Regions from separate parts of the Sus scrofa genome. Here all the other regions are linked to region 2. A link is a contact called in public Hi-C data. All regions are on one chromosome and are shown on one strand. The core of a region is the stretch at or near the end of the contact, and the rest is flanking DNA. Distances in the headings are between cores, read along the strand shown. Region 1 overlaps LYRM7 (complex III assembly factor LYRM7). Region 2 overlaps LYRM7 (complex III assembly factor LYRM7). Region 3 holds the start of HINT1 (histidine triad nucleotide-binding protein 1).

Region 1 (3,721 bases), core at 839-3,338, 140 kb before region 2:
GTTTCTTAGCTCATTTATTGACTCATCACCACCCTATGCATTTACTTAAAATAGAAAATTGTTTCTTTCTTCTTCCTTTCTAGTCCTAAATAGAACCCAGTCAACTGTAAAACCAAAGTGTTTCTTTTCTCTAGTCCTACCTGATATTTTAATCAAGTCGGGAGCATCTTCAAACCAGAATTTAACATCAGTGACCACCATAAAGACCCCTTTCAGAGTTCCCGTCGTGGCGCAGCGGAAATGAACCGACTAGGAACCATGATGGATTGGAACCATGATGGATTGGAGGAAGGGTTGGATCCCTGTCCTCGCTCAGTGGGTTAAGGATCTGGCGTTGCTGTGAGCTGTGGTGTGGGTCACAGATGCGGCTTGGATCTGGCATTTCTGTGGCCCAGGTGTAGGCTGGCAGCTTTAGCTCCGATTAGACCCTTAGCCTGGGAACCTCCATATGCCATGGGTACAGCCCTAGAAAAGGCAAAAAAACAAAAAAAACAACAAAAAAAAACACCCTTTCTTTCACATTCCCTAAATATGCATGGGGCATGGAACCCCGTCTTGGGATTGGGTGTGTGTGTGCAGGATGAATACTGGGCGAGAATGCGTAGGGGCCCAGCTGCCAGCTTGGAATGCTGACTTTCCATTGATCGGATAAACACTCTGCTTTCTTATGTCCAATATTATGAATCAAATCCAAAAATGGAGTTTTCTACATAAAATCTCTCCTCTGAATCATTTCCATCAGCCAACAAGAATGCTATTATTTTTTCCCCAACTTTCATAGCATGAACAGAAAACTCTTTTTTATTTTTTATTTTTGTATTCTTGTTGTTGTTATTTTTTAAGGCCACACCTGCAGCATAAGAAAGTTCCCAGGCTAGGGGTCGAATCAGAGGTATAGTTGCCTGCCACTGCCACAGCCACAGCAACGCCGGATCCGAGCCTCGTCTGTGACCTACACTGCAGCTTGTGGCAACACCACATCCTTAACCCACTGAGCAAGGCCAGGGATGGAATCTGCATCCTCATGAATACTAGTTGGGTTCTTAACCTGCTAAGCCACAATGGGAACTCCCAGAAAACTCCTTTTGATCTGATTTTCCCTCTACCTGTTGCCCAATTTCTTCACAATTAAACTCCTTATTAGCCATTTGTAAATAGTTTCCAATTTTTCCCTTCCTACCCTCTATTGAACCAACTTCAGTGAAGCTTTTGCCTACCCTACTCCATCAAAACTGTTCTTGTCAAGACCATCAAGGGACCTCATACTGATCATTCCAGCGGTCAAGTTTCAGTCGTCATCTTAACTGACCGATCACTCACTCCTCCTTGATGTACTCCTTTTGACTCCCAGGCTACCACACTCTCTTAGTTTCTCTCCTACCTCCCTAGCTTCTCATTTCTGGCTGACCTGGTCCCTTCTCTCCAATCTTTTAGTGTTGAAGTGCCCCAGGCTCAGCCTTGGGCCCTTTCTTCGTCTCTATCCAACCTCACTACCTTGATGATCTCATCTGTTCTCTGGGCTGTAAAAGCCCCTTTAATCTGATGACTCCCAAGTGTCTCTCTCTAGCCCAGTCCCCCCCTCTTGAATCCTGAGTTACATGCCCAACTGCCTTTGCAACATCTGCTTGAATACCTAGCAGGCATCTCATACTTAACAGATTGCTGACGGAACTCCAGGTCTTCCTCTTTAAACTTGGCCCAAGTGCAGCCTTCCCCATCTTGGCATCTTGGGATTTCATGACGTTCCTTCCTTCCATCTGCGCAGGTAAAAAAATCTCAGAGTTAGTTTTGACTCTTCTCTCTCACATCCAATTTGTCAGGAAATCCTATTTGACTCTCCCTTCAAATGTCACCAGAATCTGCCTACTTATCACCCTCTCGATTTTACCTAAACCTCATAGTTAGGAGCCAGAGCTTTCCGTGTGTAGGACAGATCATATCATTTGTCTGCTCAAAGCCTCCAATCGTTTCCCATTTTAGTTAGAGAAAAAGTGAAGACCTTTGCAGCAGGTTCAAGGGCCACCTTAACCTGGCATCCCATTATCTCTCTGACTTTGTCTCCTTCCACTTTCTCTTTCACTGAGTGGCTTGCTTGCTCTTAGTCCATTACCCAATGCACGCTCTTGTGTAAGGACTTTGCCCCGGCTTTGCCCTCTGCCTGAAACAGTCTTCTCCTTAGCTGACTTCCTCTTTGCCTTTTTGTCTTCTCTCGGCGAAGAAACGTCTTGGTGACATTCGCCCTCACCATTTAGGTAATTACTACAGCTGCCCACACTCACACATGTACACACACACACACACACACACACACACACACACACATACCACTGGCACTTCTGATTATCCTTACCCTGTTCCACTGTGACTTTTTTCTGCAATCATCACCTGCTAGTACATACTTTATTCATTGTCTCTCTCTCTCTCTCTCCCCACCAAAATGTAAGCTCTTTGAAGACAAAGATTTTTTTTTTGCTCATAGATGTACTTGGAGCCTCTGTCACAATATATGTTTTTGACAAATAGTTGTTGATACATACACACACAAACGCACATACACACCTATACATATGTAAAATGAGGAGTTATTTCCATCTGCTAAAGCCCAACAGGAGTTTTTCAATCCCTTAGTGGAGTGACTATCCTCTGTATTCTAGTGTGGAGTGAGGCCCTCACACACCCCTGGATCTGTCTGTATTCACTGGCATCTTCTAGGAGAAGCTTTTGAACTTTGTTCATGATAGGACTTCAAACTGAGTTAAAAACTGGGAAAAGGGGAAGTAGATTATGCAGCTCCTGGCAAAAATCTGGCGCAATCTCAAAGGAAAGGAGCCTCAAACAATAAACTAAACTCAGTACTAAGGCCTGTGATTTCTAGAGGATTTCTGGGTGTAGTGCAGTGCTTCTGACTCAACCTCCCCACAAGCTCCGTTGCTGTCCTATCTCCACCATGAATGCATGAGGACAGGAAAGTGTGTGGATAATAACGAAGACTCCATCGACTCTGTAACACTTCAGGCCCCAAGCAGCTCCAAGGTGGGATTCTGTAAGAGGAGAGAACACAGGGAGAAGGACACTGTTTCTCCACGCACTTTAATTTTTTTTTTTAATTTTTATTTTTTTGTCTTTTTACCTTTTCTAGGGCTGCTCCCGTGGCATATGGAGGTTCCCAGGCTAGGGGTCAAATTGGAGCTATAGCCACCAGCCTACACCAGAGCCACAGCTGCAGCCTACAATGCAATGCTGGATCCTTAACCCACTGAGCAAGGCCAGGGATTGAACCCACAACATCATGGTTCCTAGCCGGATTCATTAACCACTGCACCACAACGGGAACTCCTCTCTACCTGCTTTAGAAAAGAGGTGAGCACTACCAGCCTAAGGCAGATTGGTGGTGACAGTGAAGGGTGTTGACTGGATGCAAAGGATAGGGTGACTGCAGCAGAAGCAGGAACCAAAGCAGAAGGTCTAACAGTGGAGTAGGACAGAGCAGCAAGGCACATAGACGTAGCATCCAGGTAGAGTGACAGCAGCCGGGCCAGCAGCAGCCCATGTGGAGAGGCCTGGGCAGCAGCAGCGGCATATAGAGCAGCCTGAGGAAGAGGGAATGGGGCTCCAGGTGAAGCAGCTATGACACTCATGGCAGGCTTAGAGTGCAAAGTAGTGGCTTTGTGTCAGTGGGGGCTTAGGTGGAGCACACAGTGGCAGCTCAGAGTAGGGCTGT
Region 2 (3,593 bases), core at 221-2,720:
CACCCGGAGTGAAAACAGTAATAAATCAGTCTGGGCCACAATCCAAGTCTGTGGGTTCTTAAGCTATTTTTCGCTTAATTAGACAAAACTGTATTAAAGTTGTAAATTTTACCACATGGACTTTTAAAAATTAGCTTTCATTAGTCTAATTTCATTCATATTTGTTACTGCTTTTTTTAAATGAGAATTTACTTATGTTGCAAAGGCTCTTAGTGCCATCCTGGGTACTTGAGGCAGGGAATTTGTTTGAGCTCCAAATTATTTTTTTGTTTTTCTTTTTCAGCCATGGCCAGGGATCGAACCCATGCCACAGGAGCAGCTGAAGCCAATGCAATGACAACACCAGATCCTTAACCTGCTGAGCCACCGGGGGGCTCCCATCGTTTTTTTTTTTATCTGATTCTAATCCATGTAATTGCGTGATCCTCTGTGTGAGGTGTTTGTAAATTAGGGTGGCTGAGGAACAGAACATTGAATTGATCTTTCCCAGTTTTTTGAAATTGGGAAGTGGAGAAAGTAGCAGGGAAAGGGCGTTGTACCAAAAAAAGAGAAATGCTTCCATCAATAGCCTCACCATTTCTCCTTATAATGAGAACACTTGTAAGTCTATAAAAGAAATTTTTTTTCCTATAAAAAGTAAATACCCTTCTGGAAAAAGCAGCCCAGGCACAATGTTAGACAAGAATTGCTTAGTTGCAGTCAGCCCCTGACTTTGGTTCTGTTTTTGTCCTGTTTCAGGTCAGCTCCATCCAGAACCAGATGCAGTCTAAAGGAGGCTACGGGGGCGGCATGGCTGCCAATGTGCAGATGCAGCTTGTGGACACGAAGGCAGGATAGCCCCGGATCCTCCTCCGGTGAGTACCTCAGCTCAGGCCGGAACCTCCCCGAGAGAGGCTTAGTTCAGCCTCAGGGTTAAAAAACATCTTGCTCTCATTTGTAAAAAAAAAAAAATTGTAAATGTACTATTTAAAAGGCAGAAATATTCTAATTGGCTTCACGATGGTCATCGGAAGTTACTGCCTTTGGAATAATTAGTTTCAGGTTATTCTTTTGCTTATGAGAAACTTAAGTACTTTGAGACCTCTTGTGGTGGGGAGCCTTTGAGATTCTGGTGACAAGATGTTTCTTATGTGTCCTTTAAACATGAGTGAAATTATTGAGCATTGATACTGCAGGAAATCCCATGTGTAGTCATTTTATATTAAACACGATCATGGCTAAATCTGTCATTATACCCCTTTCAGTAAAAAGCTAACTTAGAAAAAGGTATGAGAATAATTTGGATTTTCCTTTCGGTTTTATAGGTCATTGTGAATTTCTGTGTTGTTTCCACTGTTGTTTAATTTTTTTTTTTGTCGTGATTGCTTTTCTTTCCTCTTCAATTACAAAAAAGAACTGTGTGCTGGCACCCTGTTCACCCTGCTGTGATTACTCCAGTGACAAGTTACTGTTCTGCTCTGAAGAAACTGTTGTCAGAAGAATCCTGCTTTTCCTTCAGCTGGCGTGCATGCCTTTGGACTCATGGACAGAGTTCTTTGGATTGTGGCTTAATTATTAATTTTTATCAATATGGATCTGATTTTAGCATGATCTTTTTTGTGAATGCTACTAGCACTGTTTTGCATTTTCTCCCCATTTTTAACGTTTCTCTTTCCACCGCCACCCCCTCTGCCTTATGATTTCGTTGGTAAGCAAAGACGTGCTATTACATGTTCATTTGTCACCGTTTATGTATATTTTGGAAGGTATAAGCACAGTGATCACTGCTCTTCATTTGAAACTCCAGCAGAGTAAATATCTGCATGCTTTATGAAGTTGCTTGTGTGGGAACCCGTGGGATGCTGGAAAGGAACGAACTTTCATGGGTTGTTGATACTGCTTGGCTCCCATGGGTTGTTGATACTGCTGCTATTAGAGAGAGGCGGGCTGTGGCACCAAGTCACATCAGTTTCACAAAAAAGGCAACTTGTAGCTTATTTTAGAAGTGTGATTTTTATTCAGTTAGAATTACAGTAACAGAAAAGCTTGCATTCATAAGGCATTCATTCTGTTGTAAATGTTCAATGTATTTATTTGAGAGTGAGGACCTGGGATTGTGAACAGGTGTGTGGTTGTGTATCTGAGTGTGTGTAATACCCTCATCCGATCGGACTCTGAGCATCACGGTCTTAGAAGTGGCTCATTTCTTGGTGTACTCATTTCGTTTTCACTTGTTTATGTTTAGTATTATGGTATCCAGTTGTTTCCAGTAGCAGTTTGTTGAACTTCTGGCCTGGACTCCAAACTGTGGACTCCAGAGTCATTGGGCCTCTTCGTAATGGAAGTTGCCAAGAGCTACAGTTGACCTGGCTGTGTTGTTGCCTATTCGGTGACTTCAGGTGTTGGTGAGAAACCTTTGGCTCAGGTTCCAAAATGATTATTTCACCAATTGTCCTTCTGTAGATGCTTTTCCTTCCACATGAGGGTGTAGTGCTAAGCCAGTTAGTAGTATGTTTTTTCATGAAAACGGTAAATCCTATGTCCATTTCAGCCCTAACAGTTATATCTGGTCAGACTCGTACTTCATGCAGGACCTGGGCCTCATGGAAAACTGACCTAGAAAGCTGTAATTAGGTAGTTGCATAAAGAGGGATCATTTTCTCTTCTTCAATCCCTTTCTCTTCACCTTAGGAGTTCTTGTTTAAGAGATAACTGAATAAATATTAGGTTTATATAGGCAAAATATGAAAGCACCCCCCCCCCCCCAGTTCTTTGGAATTTACCTGTACCGGGGGGACTAGATTACTCCGTCCTTATTTCTGCAGGTCTTCATAGTGTCAATCCCCAGCAGAATCTGTCAGGGACAAACGTGTATGCTTAGTAATCAAAGTAGGCATTGTGCAGTTAATAACTTTGAAACTTGAATTCATCTGATGTCATTACTTCACTGTGTGGCTACTGCATTCGGGGATATCCCCGCGTGCCACTCTGCCCAAACAGAGTCAGGGGCCTGCCAGGGACACTGCTGTGTGAAAGTCCGTGGGTTCTGTTGTTTTTGATTTTTTTTGTCTTTTTAAGGCTGCACCCATGGCTTATGGATGTTTCCAAACTAAGGCTTGAATTGCATCTGCAGCCACCAGCCCATGCAATGTGGGATCCAAGCCTCACCTGTGACCTCCACCACAGCTCATGGCAAGGCTGGCTCCTTAACCCACTGAGTGAGGCCAGGGGTCAGACCTGTGTCCTCACTGACCCTGGTTGGGTTCGTTGCCGCTGAGCCACAACAGGCAGTCCCATTCTGCAAGTTCTTTAAGGGACAGGTTTTTTTGGCATTGTCAGTGCTGATGTTGTGTAGTCTGGTTTGATTCTATACTTGTTAACTCCTAGAACGATACAGGGAGCCACGGTCCCTTTTCCCCAACTCACGATGTGATTTTGTTTTTTTCCAATCGCTCGCTTTTCTGATTCTCCAAGGACCAAATATCCCAGTGAGCACTGGAGCCTATCTCTGGTGAGCCAAAGGCTGCACTCTTTAGCCTCTAACTGTTCTGCAGCCACCACTGACTTCACAGGTGCAAGTAGCCACACTGTAGGCAAGACCATATGCCAAGGAA
Region 3 (3,590 bases), core at 840-3,339, 210 kb before region 2:
GTGTTGTTTGGTTGGGTTTTTTTTTTTTTTTTTTGCCGTGCTTAGGGTGAGGGATGGAACCCGTGCCATAGCTGCAACCTGAGCCATAGCAGTGACAATGCCAGATGCCCAACCCACTGCACCACCAGGCAACTCCTAAAGGAAATCAGATGCAGGTCAGGGCCCTGGTTATTCGATTTCCTTTTTTTTTTCTTTATGGCAGTGATAAGTTTCGTAATTACAAATGTGCCTGATATTAGACTAACACTGACTTCTTCCCACTTTACTCAGCTATTTAAGAGATATTTTCTTTTGTAGAAATGAAGAAGATAAGTAACATTTAGACAAATTACATACCACTTGAATGGTTTTAAATCTAGTGAAGGTGGAAGCTGCTATCTTTGCTTAACTGTCTCAGGAGTCATTCTACCTGGTACTCCGTACAAAATGCTGTATCATTTAGATGGCTTCATGCTGTTATACTGTTGGGACTTCATCGTTCAAAAGTCAATATTTCAACAATCATTTACTAAAAGCAGCTGAAAATACTTTAAAAGAAATACACATTTTCTAAAATAGAATTTTCCTGACAAATAAAGGTATTTGAGTAAATTTACCTCGAGGCATTAAATCTTAGATGTTCTGACTCTAAGGACACTGCTAGTAACATGTTTCCTTATATTCCATATTTCATAAATGTATTAAATAGTTTACAAAACTTCTATCTAAATCAGCCTACCTCCTGTCCTGCTTTATCTGAGATTCAAACCCGTTATTATCGCTCACTAAAAATTTTATACAAGATGTCTCCAGGTCAAATCAACTCGTCCTTTCTAAAACAATTTCACCTACAGCCAGGTCAACAAAAACTCTATCTTCAATCTCTTGGCATAAAACCGCTTCCTGTAAACCATAAAAGGAGCCATTCTTCCAGGGAGGGGCCAAAGGAAAGCAAATCCCAGTTGCAGGCCCACTGTCGCCTCCGGAGTCCGCGGCGGGTCGGGGGTGGGAGGGCGCTGGCCAGCCCTCGCCCAGGCCCAGCTCGTCCGCGCCCTCCGCAGCCCCCAGGCCTGGCGCCCAGGCCGCCTAGCGCAGAGCCGCGGAGCGGCGCCCGGGAGAGCTGGGCAGGCCGGCTGTGCGCGGGAGATCGCGGAGATTGGGCCCGAGTCAAGGAGCGATCGGGTTTCTCCCTGTCAGGCAGAGCGCGGGCGAGATTGTCAGATTCCTGACACAGGCGAGGTCCGAGGCCCAGGGGGAGCTGGCTGGCGCCCACGCGGAGGACCCCGCGCGCGCCCCCCGCACGCGCCCAGACCCCGCCATGTGGGCCCGCGGGTGCCGGCGGCCCGGCCCGCGCCCGGGGCTGATAACGCGTAACCGGAGCGCCGGCACGCGCCGGCCGGCCGCCTAGGAGCCACCGGGCCCTGCCCGCTGGCTGGGGGCCCGCGGCCCAGGCCGCGCGAGGCAGCCGGGTGCCTTCCCTTCTCCGTGGCGCCCCCGACCCTTCCCTTCTTTTCCCTCGGAGGAAACCCGCGTGTCCACGGGCGCCTGTCTCGCCTCAGCCCACGAGCAAGGCAGCGCCGGGTGCCTACCTGGTCATCCTCATAAATGATTTTGGCTGGGATTTCCTTGCGAATGATCTTCCCGAAGATCGTATCGCCACCAGGCCGGGCGGCCTGAGCCTTGGCGATCTCATCTGCCATCTCGGCCTCCCTCCCGCGCTGCCGGTCGGGGAGAAGGTCCGAGGAGGGAGGAGCCGGCGGTTCCCGCAGAGGGCGGGAGAGCAAACGCCCCAGCACCTCCTGCGCGTGCGCACTGCTGACCCGCGCTGGGGTGCGGCGGCGGTGCCGGAGCCTTAGGGCCACCGTGGGGCGAGGCGGCGACGGGGAGGTTCCGTAGCCAAGGCTCCCGGGGGCCGCGGCGAGGCCGTTTTTCCTCCTTCCTTTCTTGTCTCTCGGAGAGTGGAGTTACTGCTGTAAGCTCTGCACTTGCCGTATGGACGCTTGTAGGAAAAATTGGGTAGTGTAACTGAAAAGATTTGATAACTCAAGCAGTGCTGGCCGTTTTTGCTGGCGGGGACACCATGATACTTCATTCCTCAGGTGCATAGGTCTTGACTAGGAGGTACGCCCTCCCGCGTCAATTTTTTTTTTTTTTTTTTTTTTCCTCTAGCCGTGGTTCACAGCCTTGACTGCATGTCCACATCATTTGGGAATCAAGTAAAAAAAAAAAAAATCACCTGAACTTGGCCACACCCCAGATCAGTTAAATCAGACTCTGGGGGTGAGCCCCAGGCATTGTTAGTAAACGTCCTTGACTGTTCTGCAAAGAATATTTCCCACCAGTAATCGACATAATGTAAGAGGCCCCACCTAAAAGGAACAAAATCTTTAACCCTATATCCCCCTCCGTAGCTTTGCTTCTTTTAAAAATAATTTTTGTATATTGTGTCCACTTTATCTTCCTTTTTTGAAGCCATTTGTCTCTTGTCAATGTCACTAAAGACCTTCACTTACAAAATTCTTTAGGCGATTCCACTCAGCCTCTTGGTAGCATTTATTACTGTTGACCATTCCCTCTTTTCAGCAGTAGTCCTTCACTCTCCTTCCTCTCTGGATGCTGTTTCTCCTTCAGAGTGAGCCTTCTATTCCAGAGCTCCTAATGAATTCCATTCTTGGCTCTCTAACAGTTAATCCCCAAGTGTCCTTATTATGAAAAAGTATACTTTCACCACTTTTTCTTCATAGAGGCCCCCTTTAATCACAAAACTGTGTCCCATTTGGTACTTTTTGTATCAAAGACATTCACCAGGGCAATTGGTGAAATATAAATAATGCTTACAAATTGGGAAATAGTTTCGAAAGATGTTAACTTCCCCAATATACCCACAGGAAAATTATCAAAATCAGTTGATCTAGGGTGAGGCCCTATATTTTAGGTCTCTAACAGTTTCCAGGTGATACAGCTGCTGCTAGCCCAGGAACTGTGCTTTGAGAACCACTGATGTAAAAGGATTGTCATTTTTGTAGGAATAAACCCACTGAATAATATATGAGTAGAGAAGTATCATATCTGCAATTCACTTTCACACAGTGAAGAGATTCCCCCCCAAAATGTCAACATAGAAAAAAGCAGAGCAGTAAAAAAGGATAAAGCAACTGTAATAAAAATTTTAACATTAGGGGAAACTGAGTGAACGGTGTATGCAAATTCAGTTATTCTTGCAACTTTTCTGTAAGCCTGAAATTGTCAAAATTAAAAATTGAAAAGAATATGTATCGGTTTGGGCAATAAATAATATGGTCATTTTTCGCTAAGTCAGAGGCTTTATCATCTGCAGATCGAGGACTCTCCAGTATTTATCTCCCAACCTGCCTCTCCCCTTAATTCCAGATTGGTGTATGATACATGTTTCTGCCTACTTACTACCTTCAGTGGGATATCTACCAGGCACTTCAAATTTATTTTTACTTCTTCCACAACAATCAGCCTCTTCCTGCAGCATACAACATCAACTATAATACTATGCACCAAATTGCCAAGGCAAAAGCCTTGAAATCATCCTTACCTCTTTTCGTGGATTTTTAGCACATATGAATCTAATCCCTTTTCAC

What was found. A called contact is a pair of places that touch in the nucleus more often than the background predicts.
Region 1: a contact with region 2 is called in a Hi-C map of liver, with 3 times the contacts expected there. The contact joins two enhancer-like sites. A contact is called at or near these places in 1 of 47 Hi-C or Micro-C datasets (liver) and 1 of 2 datasets of contacts at active chromatin or transcription factors (alveolar macrophages).
Region 3: a Hi-C map of liver shows a contact between it and region 2, with 4 times the contacts expected there. The contact joins the promoter of HINT1 here to the enhancer-like site in region 2. A contact is called at or near these places in 2 of 5 promoter capture datasets (fetal liver and liver), 4 of 47 Hi-C or Micro-C datasets (brain, fetal heart ventricle and liver) and 2 of 2 datasets of contacts at active chromatin or transcription factors (alveolar macrophages and skeletal muscle).

The regions. Positions count from the first base shown.
Region 1 is chr2:133,534,938-133,538,658 of Sscrofa11.1, forward strand. The region is part of intron 4 of LYRM7 (complex III assembly factor LYRM7); the gene reads left to right. Among named protein-coding and RNA genes, the nearest start is that of CDC42SE2, 27 kb to the right of the region's middle. Within about 2 kb of position 2,089, at least 16 of the 83 cell types and tissues checked have an H3K27ac peak or open chromatin away from gene starts, as enhancers often do. A contact at or near this core is called in liver, where this site is marked.
Region 2 is chr2:133,679,666-133,683,258 of Sscrofa11.1, forward strand. LYRM7 (complex III assembly factor LYRM7) reads left to right here. Exons shown (of 8, transcript XR_002342091.1): 7 at 739-854; 8 at 1,394-3,593. CDC42SE2 (CDC42 small effector protein 2) reads left to right here. Exons shown (of 6, transcript XM_005661625.3): 5 at 739-854; 6 at 1,394-3,593. The coding sequence ends at 837. LOC110259698 reads right to left here. Exons shown (of 6, transcript XR_002342086.1): 6 at 2,117-3,593. Among named protein-coding and RNA genes, the nearest start is that of CDC42SE2, 120 kb to the left of the region's middle. Within about 2 kb of position 1,471, at least 5 of the 83 cell types and tissues checked have an H3K27ac peak or open chromatin away from gene starts, as enhancers often do. A contact at or near this core is called in fetal liver and liver, where this site is marked.
Region 3 is chr2:133,473,724-133,477,313 of Sscrofa11.1, forward strand. HINT1 (histidine triad nucleotide-binding protein 1) reads right to left here and starts at 2,090. Exons shown (of 3, transcript XM_005661623.3): 1 at 1,569-2,090. The coding sequence starts at 1,679.